2 separate regions of the Rattus norvegicus genome follow, and region 1 is linked to region 2. A link is a contact called in public Hi-C data. All regions are on one chromosome and are shown on one strand. Each heading gives the region's core, a stretch centred on a gene start, on an enhancer-like site or on the middle of the called end of the contact. The rest is flanking DNA. Distances are from core to core; before and after follow the strand shown.

Region 1 (5,805 bases), core at 2,853-5,352, 71 kb before region 2:
CAAACAGCTTCAAAATCGCTTAACAGGTAAATTTTTTATTAATTGAAAAAATGGAAGAAAAAAAAAAAGACCTCTGGTGTCTGCTAGGTATGGAATGTGTTCGCTTATTTAAGAGCCGTGGGAAGGTAGACGAGCTGTTCAACAGTGAAGAGAGAGTCTTAGAAGCTGCTAAAGCAAGCCGCACCCCATTTTACCCTCAAGAGGCAAAGAGGGACAGAGGGAGGGTAGGAGGCAGGGAGAGAGGGTAGGGGGGGGTGGACAGGGATAGTAACAGGTACTTCCTAGCAATGCACAATCAGGTGATGCTAGAACAAAGCCTAGCACAGCCCTGGGTGTAGCTCTGTCAGAGTGCTGCCCTGAGTTAGCACCAAGCAAGCACATGTGGAAGGGGATGCTGGTTATAGAAGACCCTGTCTTTAACTGAGGTTTTTTTAATTGTTGGGTTTTCTTCCTTAAATGCTTAAACATGAAGACACATGGTACTGTGTCCCTTCCTCACAGGGCTTTTGATACCGGAGTGAATAGACTCACCTGCTCACTAACTCCTAGCCTGACACCCAGCTGTGTGTTGTAGTCTTGACACTGTGCGGGAAGCTTTGGTTGGGCAACACATTATCAAAGTTAAAATCCAAGGTATCTCCGTCCATGAGGTCGTTCCGAATGATGGACTCCATGTCACAGTCCAAGCGCTCAATAAACATGCCATCCAAGTCACTTGGGAGCTTCTCCTGGTGGAGGACACCCATCCTACCATAGCCATTGCAGCTGCTCACAGAGGAGTAGTTGCCCAGGGCACTCATCTGCATGGGGTGGGACAGAGGCACTTGTAAAGGTGTCTTCACTGGGGTCAAGCGGTTCATGGCAGATGTGTGAGGCATGGTGTTCACCACATGGGGCAGGGCACGGCCATTGACTGAAGAAGTTTGCTGTGCATGTCCAGGGTGGGTGTGGGAACTGGGGTTCATCATTTTGTTATGAGGTGCCTGGCTGCCATAGGCTGGCATGACTGAGTTAGGGCCCATCAGTACATTTTGGCCCAGGACCCGACTGTTGGGTTGAGCCACTCCAGGATCGACTGGTGACATAATATCATTGTGGGGAGGAGAGTCAGAAGTCAGCAACTCTTTCAAGAGTCCTGGGGCACAGTTATACTGGTTCAATCCTCCATAACTTGATTTGCTGTCCTGAAGTGTCTGCATAGGCATCTGGGGCACAGGGCTCATGCTGGATTGGCCGTACGTGTACTTTGCGTAGTTGGGGCTGGGGGAATTTAGACTGGTGTTTGGCGGTGCAAATGAATAGCAAGGTGTCTGCTGCATCATGCTGCCAGGCGAGGACTGGGTTGACACAGTTAAAGATGTTGGGGATGAGAGAAGATTGAGATTATCCAGAAGGTTCTCCATGTTTTCTGGATTGCTGATTTCAGACAGACTGGGCAGTGTAGACGCCATCTTGGCAGCAGAGGGTGGATACACCAGGGAATGCACATCCCCATCCCCCAGGTCATCCTGCTCTGTCATGATGGGAGAAAGTCTCCCACTGATGGTGCTAGCGTTTGAGCTGGTTCGAGGACGAAATGTACTCCAGTTATCAAAGTCATCATTGCTGTGGGACCCAGGGCTTGCAGGCCATTTAGAAAACTGAGACCCAGGGCTATCTCCAGGACCCTCTTGCCCGGACTGGAGAGATGCTTTTTTCTTAGCAGCCCGTCCTCGGCTCTTAGCAAATTTACTGTTGTTGTCCATGGATGCAGCTCTTCTCCGGGGTGATTTCCCACTCTTGCCTCCCTCTGGATTGAGCATCCACCAAGAACTTTTCCCAGTTCCTTCATTCTGTACTCGAATAAACTTGCTGTGTAGGGACAGATTGTGGCGAATTGAATTCTGTAAAGCAAGACAATATGTTAGAAGTACAGCACTTCCCCCCTGGACAACTTACTGTTCAACATGGGTCGTGTGTGTGTGTGTGTGTGTGTGTGTGTGTGTGTGTGTGTGTGTGTGTGCGCGCGTGTGTGCACGCGCGCGCGCATGCATGTAGATAACGTTTGCAGTCTCTTCTCACCTTCTACCTTTACTTGGGTTCTGAGGATCTAACTTGTGCAGCAACAAAAGCCACCACCTCATTGGCACTAAACTGTAGTAATAAACTCACTATAAAAGGTCTCAAATTGGTGTAGGAAGAATAGCATCTAAAAAAAGGGCACTTATTTCCCTAATGAAATAAGCTCAATAGCTTTTATACATGCATACACACATATATTGATTTACATATATTTCTTTTATACAGATTTTGACCTTGACTAAAAACAAAGTGATTTTTTTTCCGTGAAATAAACATCATTCCTATAAAGTGACATCCTCTGTTACCAGGCCCAAAGGGTAACAGAAAAGGAGATGAAGCAGGATCTATCCCTACTCAGGAACAAAAACCCCAAAGCAACACACAATATCTACTTATAATCTCAGCTGATGGGAGGAAAAGGCAGGAGGACTTTGAGTGAATCTGACGCTAGTCTAAACTATCTAACTTACCCCCTCCCCCAGTAGATAGATAGATAGATAGATAGATAGATAGATAGATAGATAGATAGATAGATAGATAGATAGATAGATAGATAGAGATGGATGGGATGGATGGGATGGATGGATGGATGGATGGATGGATGGATGGACGGACGGACGGATGGACAGACTGACAGACAGACAGACAGACAGATTCCTCCAAAAGTTAAGACCTAAATTCTTTTATACCATCAGTCTTTCTATCAGGCAAATAAAAATAAACATAAAGAAAAGTTATTTTCTTGAGAAAGTTAACTTCCCATAAAATGCAGCATTCAAATTTGAGAACTTCTCAGCTCTAACCAAACCACTAACTTCAGGACACTGTAGAAAGTATGCCACCCAGAGAAGTAATTAGAAGGGATACCAGGGTAAAGAGAGCTCCCCTAGCTGAAGCCCTTCTGTTCCTACTCAGTGCACGTGCGGGTTGACAGGATGTTAACAACAAAGCTACAACAAATGTGTGCAAATTGCAAACACACAGGAGAATATAGGTCAGTCTCTTAGTCCTTAAATGAAGATGAGGAAACCCCAGTGTGACATCTGACATTTGGGGGATCCTGTGGCACAAATCTGGGAGTGCGAAGGACACCTAGGCCAAAGAGGCACCTGTCTTAAGCTTTCTGTCCTGGTCTGGTTGCTCCGTACTCATCTGCAGCTCTGAAGGGGCCAAGTCCAGGGCAGTATTCTGGATATCTTAACCCTGGCTTCTCCACTTGTTGGCCAACTTCTCTGCCAACCAAATGCAAGGCTTAGTTGCCCAAATACTTTGTAACCCCTCTTGGACCACAAAAAGACTCTAATTAGATTTGTGGTCACCCAAGGAGGCAGCCACAATGCCCACATCCTCATGTTGTTGACAGGGAATAAAGGTGCTCAAAGTGCCAACCATTGTACCAGACCAGAACAATATAAATCGTCAGACTTCTCCATGACCCTGAGCACATTCGTGCCTTTTCTCAACAAGAGATGGAAAACAAAATGAGCATGGTGGTAATCTCATTTTCTAAAAAGAGACAAAAGTCAGAGGCCCAAAGAGAGCTTAGAAACCCGTATTTCAAAATGTATTCTGCACTACATTCCCTGCAAGAATTGCAACACAACAGCTATGTGTTAAGTCCTTCTGCCAGGATGCATGGTGAGGGCGGATGAGACATGGCCCAACAGGAACTTTCTGGTTGGATGCCAGGCAGGTATGTGGGTATGTGGCAGTGGTGGTGTCTTCTGAGGCTTCATTCTGTTCTTCCACTTATGATCTGTTATACTATATCTAGGCATGTTATGAAGGGCAAGGTCTTGAACTCCAAATATCTCCCAAAAGGTTAAGGAATACACTTCTTTCATGCTGTATCTCAATCCCATGTGTCCCCACCTCCCTGTCCCCTTCCCCCTCCCACACCCAGAGCTTTGGCCACTGTGCCCACCACTACCAGTGAGCAGAATTCCAATTCCTCCGCAGCAGCAGCAGTAGCAGCAGCAGTCTGGGCAGGCCTGGAGAGCAGCCCGCCTGGAACTGCATTCAGGGAGGGAGGGAGGGAGGGAGTCTGCGCATTTGCACGAGGTCCCATCAGGACAACTGTGGTCTTTAAACACAGTAGACACACAGATAAGCGCTGATAAAAGCTCTCAGAGAGAGGAAGCTGGACTCCTGTCCTGTCCCATTTAGTTAATAATAAAGAGAGTATAGGGGAGGAGATCCTTCCAGATCAGCTTCCTGACTGTCTGAAACTAACAGGGGAAGGGGCTCAGCTCTATAAGCCCAGGGTGGCTCTGCCAGACCGTGGTGAGCACACACAGGGAGGGGCATTTTCACCAGGACCAAAGAAGATGTAATAGCAAAGAAATCTCCTCAAAAGTTTAAAAATAGTTCACTAACTTCAGGGCTAGTATCTATTAAATGCTTGGACTTCTGTTTGTTGGTTTTTTTTGTTGGCCATAGCAATCCTTTACTTATCAAAATATCACACTACATACTTTTCTAAGGACATTTCAGGTCACTCTGAGTAATAGAGCTGAATACTCACTTTGCCAACAATTACCCACCCACCCCCACAACAGGAAAACGTTTGCTGTGCAGGGCTTGTTACATAAATTCCTGTTTTTCATGTAGCCAGTAGGACACTGCAGAGGGGCAGGCTTGAGGGGCTATGTCCACGGCTCTCTGCAGCAGTAGAGCGATGAGATTCTGTGCTCTCAACATTCTCTCCCAACAAGCAGTCTGTGAGGAGACAGAAGGGGAATGAGGCCCAAGTGCTGCACACACACAAATCCTGATCTGTATGATAGCACTGGAGAAGAGCTAAGGCAGCAGCCATCTTCTCGGCAGGCTTGCGCTGGGTGAAGCCTCAGGCACATTCCTGCTCTGAAGCTTCCTGAATGGCAAGCACATTCTAAGGAAGCTGAGACACAAGCTCTGGCAGTGAAGTAGACACAAGCCTGGTACACTGATGTTCAACCCGCTCTCCTCCTGAGTACTACTCATGCCCCTGTGGACCTTAAGAGTTCCTTAAACCCCAGATCAAACCTAAGTTTCTAACCTCAAAGCCTCTAATAGATGCTCTACACAGATGAGTTCAATAAAAACGTGTTAACTGACACCCCAAAAACATTACAGGGAAGATGTGACTTAGCGGACATCTCTTAGGCATTCATGCAGACAGATGCTGCTGGTCCCACTTTAAAAAGGGGACACTAAAGCAGAAAGAAGCCCCCTTCCATTAGACAGAACTCAACAAGGCCTTGTGGTTTGTGACTCTTATCCACAACACTGCTCAAGTTGGCAAAAGTTACCTCTTTGTATAGGAATATACATTGGGGGAGCAGAGATAATTCCACTTATTCTTTACAAAACCCATAGTCTGCCTTCATGGCTAATAAATGTATACACTACGACTTGCTTCCCAGTGGGGCTCTTCTTTATGACAGAAAACCCCAGCAGCTATACTGAATTTCTGGTGTGCACTGCCCCAGGGAAAGCCTACATAAAGAGGCTTTGAGGACGTACAAGGAAAATAAAGTGGTCCCCAGAGACCCTCATCTGCTGACAAGTACCCCCTGACTGCATAGGTGGTACAGATAACCCACACAAAGAACCTCGTGTTCAGAGTCTGGGCCATATGAGTAAAGAGCTACCAGTTGTAGAAAACTTACAAATTCTTTAAAAAATGCTAGACAAACTAGATCTTCCCTCACGTCTGAACTTTGTAATTGTGCACAGCGATTACAGATACCCAGCAAGTATGGA
Region 2 (5,891 bases), core at 2,192-4,691:
CGTCTACCTTACAGTCTTCTAGTCTCCAATTCCTAAGTGTCGTAATATCAGGCATGTATCACTAAGCCCACTTGTAAAATTTTAATTTATTCTCCATGTTTGAACTATGTATACAAATATGTATTATTTCCCCATATATCTGTGCAACAACTGATGGTATGGACCACCATACCCTGTTGATCATACAGTGTTAGGGAGTGAATCCTGCATGCTAGGAAACCAGTCTACCACTGAACTACATCCCACTTTCTAAAAATACATTGTGGACACTAACAGCTTTCCAGTTACTATGTCCTCTGCAGAAGACTTTTAAATTCTCAGGCAAGCCCTAGGAAGCACATCATGAGACACAGTTTAATAATTCTCAATCACAGGAAATGTAGCCTATCCCAGGGCCGTCCCTCCTTAACACTCAGTTAAGCTCTGGTTGACTTGCAATGTAGGATTCCAAGTGTAAGTCACAATAGTGTTTCTTCCTTTTATGAACGCTCAGATCTGAGAGTGAAACTTAGTTTTAACAAGGATCATAACTCATTCTTATGAAACGTTAACCAGAAGACTAGTTATGAGTTACAACCGTTCAGGTTTCTCCTTAAAATACCCCTTTACTCAAACTGAAAACACACTTGCTACGGGTTAGCCTACCCCGACCGACCAGCTCTTACAGTCAAGCATCTACTCCTCTCAAAGTGCAGTGGCCCCTTCTAAAGCTTACTGGCCACTCAGGCAGCAAAGGCTCGGTCTGTCTTCACCTCCCCCCCCCCCAAAAGCCCGCGCTTGTTCTTGGTGCCAACGAGGAAAAAAAATTTAATACATAAATCATTATCACATTAAGAAATCAGAAGAATGGAGCAAAACAACTAAAAAGATATATGATATAACCTATTTTTCTAAGAACTAATTTCTAAAATCAAGTTATAGTTCTCAAGAGCATCTTCACAGTGCCGTCCGAAAATACCCCAAAACATTACCTTTATCCTTAAAGCAAGGCACTCCCACAAACTCAGGTAGGTTGTGTCCCTTTCCAAGAACATAAAAGAATGGTGTTAAGTACACACTGTACTTTGGGTGCCCAGAGGGTTTAGGGTTTTTTGTTTGGATGTTTTGTTTGCAATGGCAAATGTTCTATGTAACAGCTGAAGCCCCATAAACAAGTAAAGCAGTCAGGTACTTAAAGTCAAATGTTAAGTAAAATTAGATTTTAAAGACAACCACTATTTTGTGAATTCTTAGAATATGAAAAATAGGTAATTTGCTTTTTGGAACACTTGGTAATATTACACAAGGATAAGGTGTTGTATATATCTTTAAAACACTGTGGCAAAAATAAAACAACCCCTGGCTCTTTCTGCAAGAACTTTCTATGAGGTGAGTAAGTTGACCTTTAAGATACTTTAACCACAGGGATGACAGAGTATGTGAAACCACCTCGCTCTAACAAGCATGCAGTGAAGGCTAATCTCTGTTCTGCTATACAGCAGAGACCAGGTGGGAGAAAAGCTATGTCCCACCTGTGACTGAGAAACTGTCAGCCAGGGGTGGCCACACCTCGAGAGGGACTTCTAGGTAAGATTCTCTCCTCCCAAAATGCCCTAGGCCCTTATACCACCCCCAAACCCCTAAGGTAGAGATGCCACAGTCCACACTGAGTCGCCTCAGTCTCTCCCTGCCACCTTTGGAAAGGTAAACAAACAACAATCTTAAACACCTAATTTATAGGTCTGCAATCCTCCTTCAAGGCAGGTGTCTTTGGCAATTCCCCAGTGAGCACCCCACTTAAGACTTCCACCAAATACTCACTCACAGCTCCCAGCCTTACCAGGTCGTGGGTAGCCCCAAGCTTTATGGGAAGAGAAATCACTCCACAACACTCATGCACAATTTGGTCACACACAACAGCGACTCGGCTTTCAATTAAAAGCATACCTCCCCAAGCCAGCCCAATTGTGGAAGCCCTTCTCTGAGCGCAAAAGTGTGGCCTCCCAGCCTGGAGGCACTGGCCCTTTAAAGGTTCTGGCTTCCTGTACACCCGGTCCCTCCCCTCCTCGCCTGCTCCCGCCCCGGCCAAGGGTCACACTTGAACTTTAGGTTGCCCAGAGCCTAAAAACCTTAGCCACCCACTTGCGCGCGCGTCAGAAACCGTACCCAGCAAGTGGGAACGCTCGATTCAGGCCACTTTGGATAAAAAAACCAAATTTGCCCCGGCCTCGGGGAACCTTCGGCAACTGCTGGCCCGCACAGCGCTCAGCACGCTGCGCGTTTAGCTAACCCATCAGCTGCGGGAGCCCCGCGTGTGCGTGGGGAATGTTTCCAGTGCTCCCGTCACCTCTGCTGTCGGGTCCGAGGGAACCTCGTCGGCCAAGGGTCGGGAGAGTGGGTGCGCATGTGGGCGGAGGAGTCGCCCCGACCCCTCGCAGGTCCGGAGTGTCAAGTGGCGAACCCTTCGAAGCCAGCCCCTCTACTCCAACAACTAGCCAACTTCCAAGCCTGCTCTGGCATTTCACTTAAGTTCTCAAACAAGCCCTCCCGGGGTCCCTCTAGAACTCCCTCGCCTGCACTTCGTCCAAATTTGGCTCCAGGTCTCGGGGAAGCCCCCGCCACACCTGCCATTTCTCGCCCGCTCTCTCCGTGCGCCCATCATTTCCGGGCCCGGAACACCCACACGGCCGACCCTCGGCGGGCCCCAACAAATCCACCCCCCCGGGCCGCCCCGAGGCCGTTCACCTTCCAGCCCGCCGAGCTGTTGCTGTCGCCCTTATCCTTGAAGTAGGGCACACTCTTCACCATCCACTCGTAGATCTGCGACAGGGTGAGCCTCTTCTCCGCCGAGCTCTCGATGGCCTTGGTGATGAGGTCGGCGTACGACAGGTTGCCCCACGCGTTGCGGCGCGACGAACTGGTCTTGCGCGGCTGCCCAGCGAGTGGCCCCGCGGCGGCTGGAGGCACCGGTGGGGGCTGCGACAGCGGCCCGGTCGGTGGGGGCTGCGGCGGCGCCGAGTGCACGCAGCCCGCCTCCGGGCCCTGGAAGTCCCCGCACAGGCCCCTACTGGCGGCAGCTGCGGCCGCCACGGCCACGCAACCCGGTGCCCGCGCGAAGTCCTCGCTCTCTTCTAGCAGGCTCAGGTTGCTCATAAAGTCGGTGCTGACAGCGGACGCCGAGGCCAGGCTCGCCGTGGCGTCGGGGTTGGCGGCCGTGCTGCCCGACGGCGCCGGGCTGGAGGTGGTCGAGTTGGACTGGTTAAACTCCGGCCTGGGCAGCGGCCAGGTGCAGGAGCGCTGCCGAGGCAGCGGCTCGAAGTCCGGGTCGGTCTCCACCACCTGAGGCGCTTCGGCCATGGTGCCCCCCGCCCCTCCCCCACCAGCAGAGAGTACCAGGAGACGCGGCCACCGGGGGCGCGGAGCCGGCGCTCGGAGTGTCGCTCCGAGATTGGGGGCCGCGGACGGCGGACGCACGCCGGAGCGAGGAGCGGCGCAGCGGACGGACGCGCCCAGAACTTAACTTCGCTGGGTCACCGGTGTCGGGGATCCTCCGAGTTCGTGCCTCGGACGGGGCAAGGACCAGGCCGCGGAGCCCGGCAGCTCGGGCACCACGCTCCTGATGACAGGGCCGCGGACGCAAGGGCAGACCGGCGGACGCCGCGGGCCGCTCTCTCTCCCCCGCGGCCGCGCGACAGCGGCGCTACTGCCTGTTGAATGTGGCGGCGGCGGGGACTGCAGCGACTCCGCAGCCTCCCGTCTTACGGGATCTGCAGCGGCTCCCCGCCCGCGGCGGCGCGCGCGCCGCCCCGCCCTTGACTGACAGGCTGCGCGACCAATGGACGCGCCAAGTCTCTGCCTAGACAACCAATGAACGCGGGCCTGGGAGGGAGCTCCTTTCCCTCGGGAGGCGGCAGTAGGTTGGTGGGGGGCAGCGGGGTGTTTTTCTTTCTCACACACTTTTTTTTTCTAATCTCCGTTATTATTTTCTGTAATTCTCAAGTGTTTCTGAGTCTCTGGCGCCTCAGTGTTCGGATTGCTAGGAGGCAAACCGGCGTGGAGGCGGCGACCATACTTTTGTTTACTACGGAGTGCAATCGAGTACTCCAGGCAGTGCCCAGACCCCGACTCCCGGGATGGCGCGGAGCCGCTGCGCGCTCCCGGACGCGACGTGGGCGGTGGGGCGCCTCGTGGATTCCACTCAGCCCGCTCCGCCCACGCGTCTTCGCGGAGCTCTCGGGAAGTCGGTGGGGTTTGTTTTGGAGAAATGTTTTCTTAAGCTGGCATCTGCCCGGGCCGCCCCAGGCACGAAGATCCTACGGTGAAGATCCGTCGCTCTGCGGCTCCGGATTCCCCTTCCCACCCTACCTGTGCACACCTGCAAGCCGAGCCTCCGCGGTTCTCCAGCCCCAGCCCCAGCCCCCAGCCTCCAGTCATCCTGAACCCAAAAGAGGTGCGGCGCGGGGAGAAGACTGTTGCACAAGCACCTAGATCCAGTAGCGCCTCAGATCTGAAGTCTTCTATGGAACCTCTTTCCTGTTACGAGAATCTCACTTTTTCCTGAGGACCAGAGTGGTGGCTAAAGGGTCAGAGGAGAGTGTTTAGAGACAATCTTGTCACTTTATTGCCCCTAATTAAATTTAACTGGTTGCTTACTTCTTTTTTATTGAGAATGGAAGCGATGAGGTGTTGAAGTCGCAAAAGGAGATAAGCCACAATTGTTGGGGCACAGCTCGTCTCTCCAGTTCTTTAAGTTCCCAAACCCGGGTATCTAATATAGGTTCAGCAGAGCCAGAGGTAGAAAGACAATGATCCTTTTTGCCTTTATAGAGTTGAAGAAAATATTTCCTCGCTTGATTTTTCTGATTTGCTTTCTCTTTTAAAAAGAAGTATGGGTGGCATTTTCTTTTAATGACTAGGGACACCTTAGAATTGAAGATGCATATCGGGGTTTTAAATATGTCCCAAAAGACAGCTCCTAATTTCTTGTTGCTGTTGTATGTCACTCCTTCTTACGTGGAGTTTTTCTATGTAAAATGAGGCTTCCAAGAAAACCGGGCTTCTTACTTCTTATTCCTTCCACTTTGCATCTAGCAGTGTCTCTAATCCAGGCCCCTATTCATAATCCCTTTTTTCCGGAACCGGCTGCCTACTAATAAAAAAGATTTGAGTGGAGATCCTAAACCAGAGGTGTTGAGGGCAGAGGTGGGTTGACTGCATTACCTTGACTACGAATTTTGGCTGGTGAGGTCTTCTTTGACAGCCGCGGGGAGCCTTGAGTAAATGGGTGAGCTTAAAAAGGACCACAAAGCACAACCCTGGCTGCTCCTTTGTAATCACGCTGTGCTGAGGTGGGCCCACAGTCAGACAGCCGCACCCTGCAAATAGGCGGAGCACTGGTGGGCCATTCTTGGCAATGAAATCCAGCTGTGAATTTGGCCTTAGCCTCATTTCCATTCCAGTTTCTCAGGGACTGTACCGATAAGAGTATTTGGTTAAGGGAGTTTTCCTAATGCTTTCCCCAAATCTTCAAATTCTCTAAGGCCACTGTCCCCAATTGTTTCTTTAAATGTCATAGTATAGGCTAGTGATAGCAAAGGCTTAAATGTGTGGGGTCCTAAGCCGAGACAAAAAAAAAAAAAAAAAAAAAGCCTAAGAACCTGTACAATCAATGTCCCTAATACAAAGGTTTTTTTTTTTTTAATGCATCTTAAAAAGTTGATAAGGGGGAATATTCGTGGTTGTGTCAAGAAGTCAGTATACTGAAGCATAGGCATGGCAGAACATCGTTTCACACACATTTCCTATCCTCCCCTGGTACAAACCAGTCTGTAAAGAATAACCTTGTGTTGTAACTGTCATTTCACGTCCTCACAAGTAGGGAGATGCATGCAAAAACAGGAGTCACTGGGAAA

Evidence for each region. A called contact is a pair of places that touch in the nucleus more often than the background predicts.
Region 1: a Hi-C map of liver shows a contact between it and region 2, with 5 times the contacts expected there. The contact joins the enhancer-like site here to the promoter of Foxo1 in region 2. A contact is called at or near these places in 8 of 12 Hi-C or Micro-C datasets (Schwann cells, frontal cortex, hepatocytes and 3 more).

The regions. Positions count from the first base shown.
Region 1 is chr2:138,532,223-138,538,027 of GRCr8, reverse strand. Foxo1 (forkhead box O1) reads right to left here. Exons shown (of 3, transcript NM_001191846.3): 2 at 532-1,883. The coding sequence ends at 546. Among named protein-coding and RNA genes, the nearest start is that of Foxo1, 72 kb to the right of the region's middle. Within about 2 kb of position 4,102, at least 22 of the 93 cell types and tissues checked have an H3K27ac peak or open chromatin away from gene starts, as enhancers often do. A contact at or near this core is called in Schwann cells and liver, where this site is marked.
Region 2 is chr2:138,460,524-138,466,414 of GRCr8, reverse strand. It overlaps Foxo1 (forkhead box O1), which reads right to left and starts at 3,441. Exons shown (of 3, transcript NM_001191846.3): 1 at 2,725-3,441. The coding sequence starts at 3,336.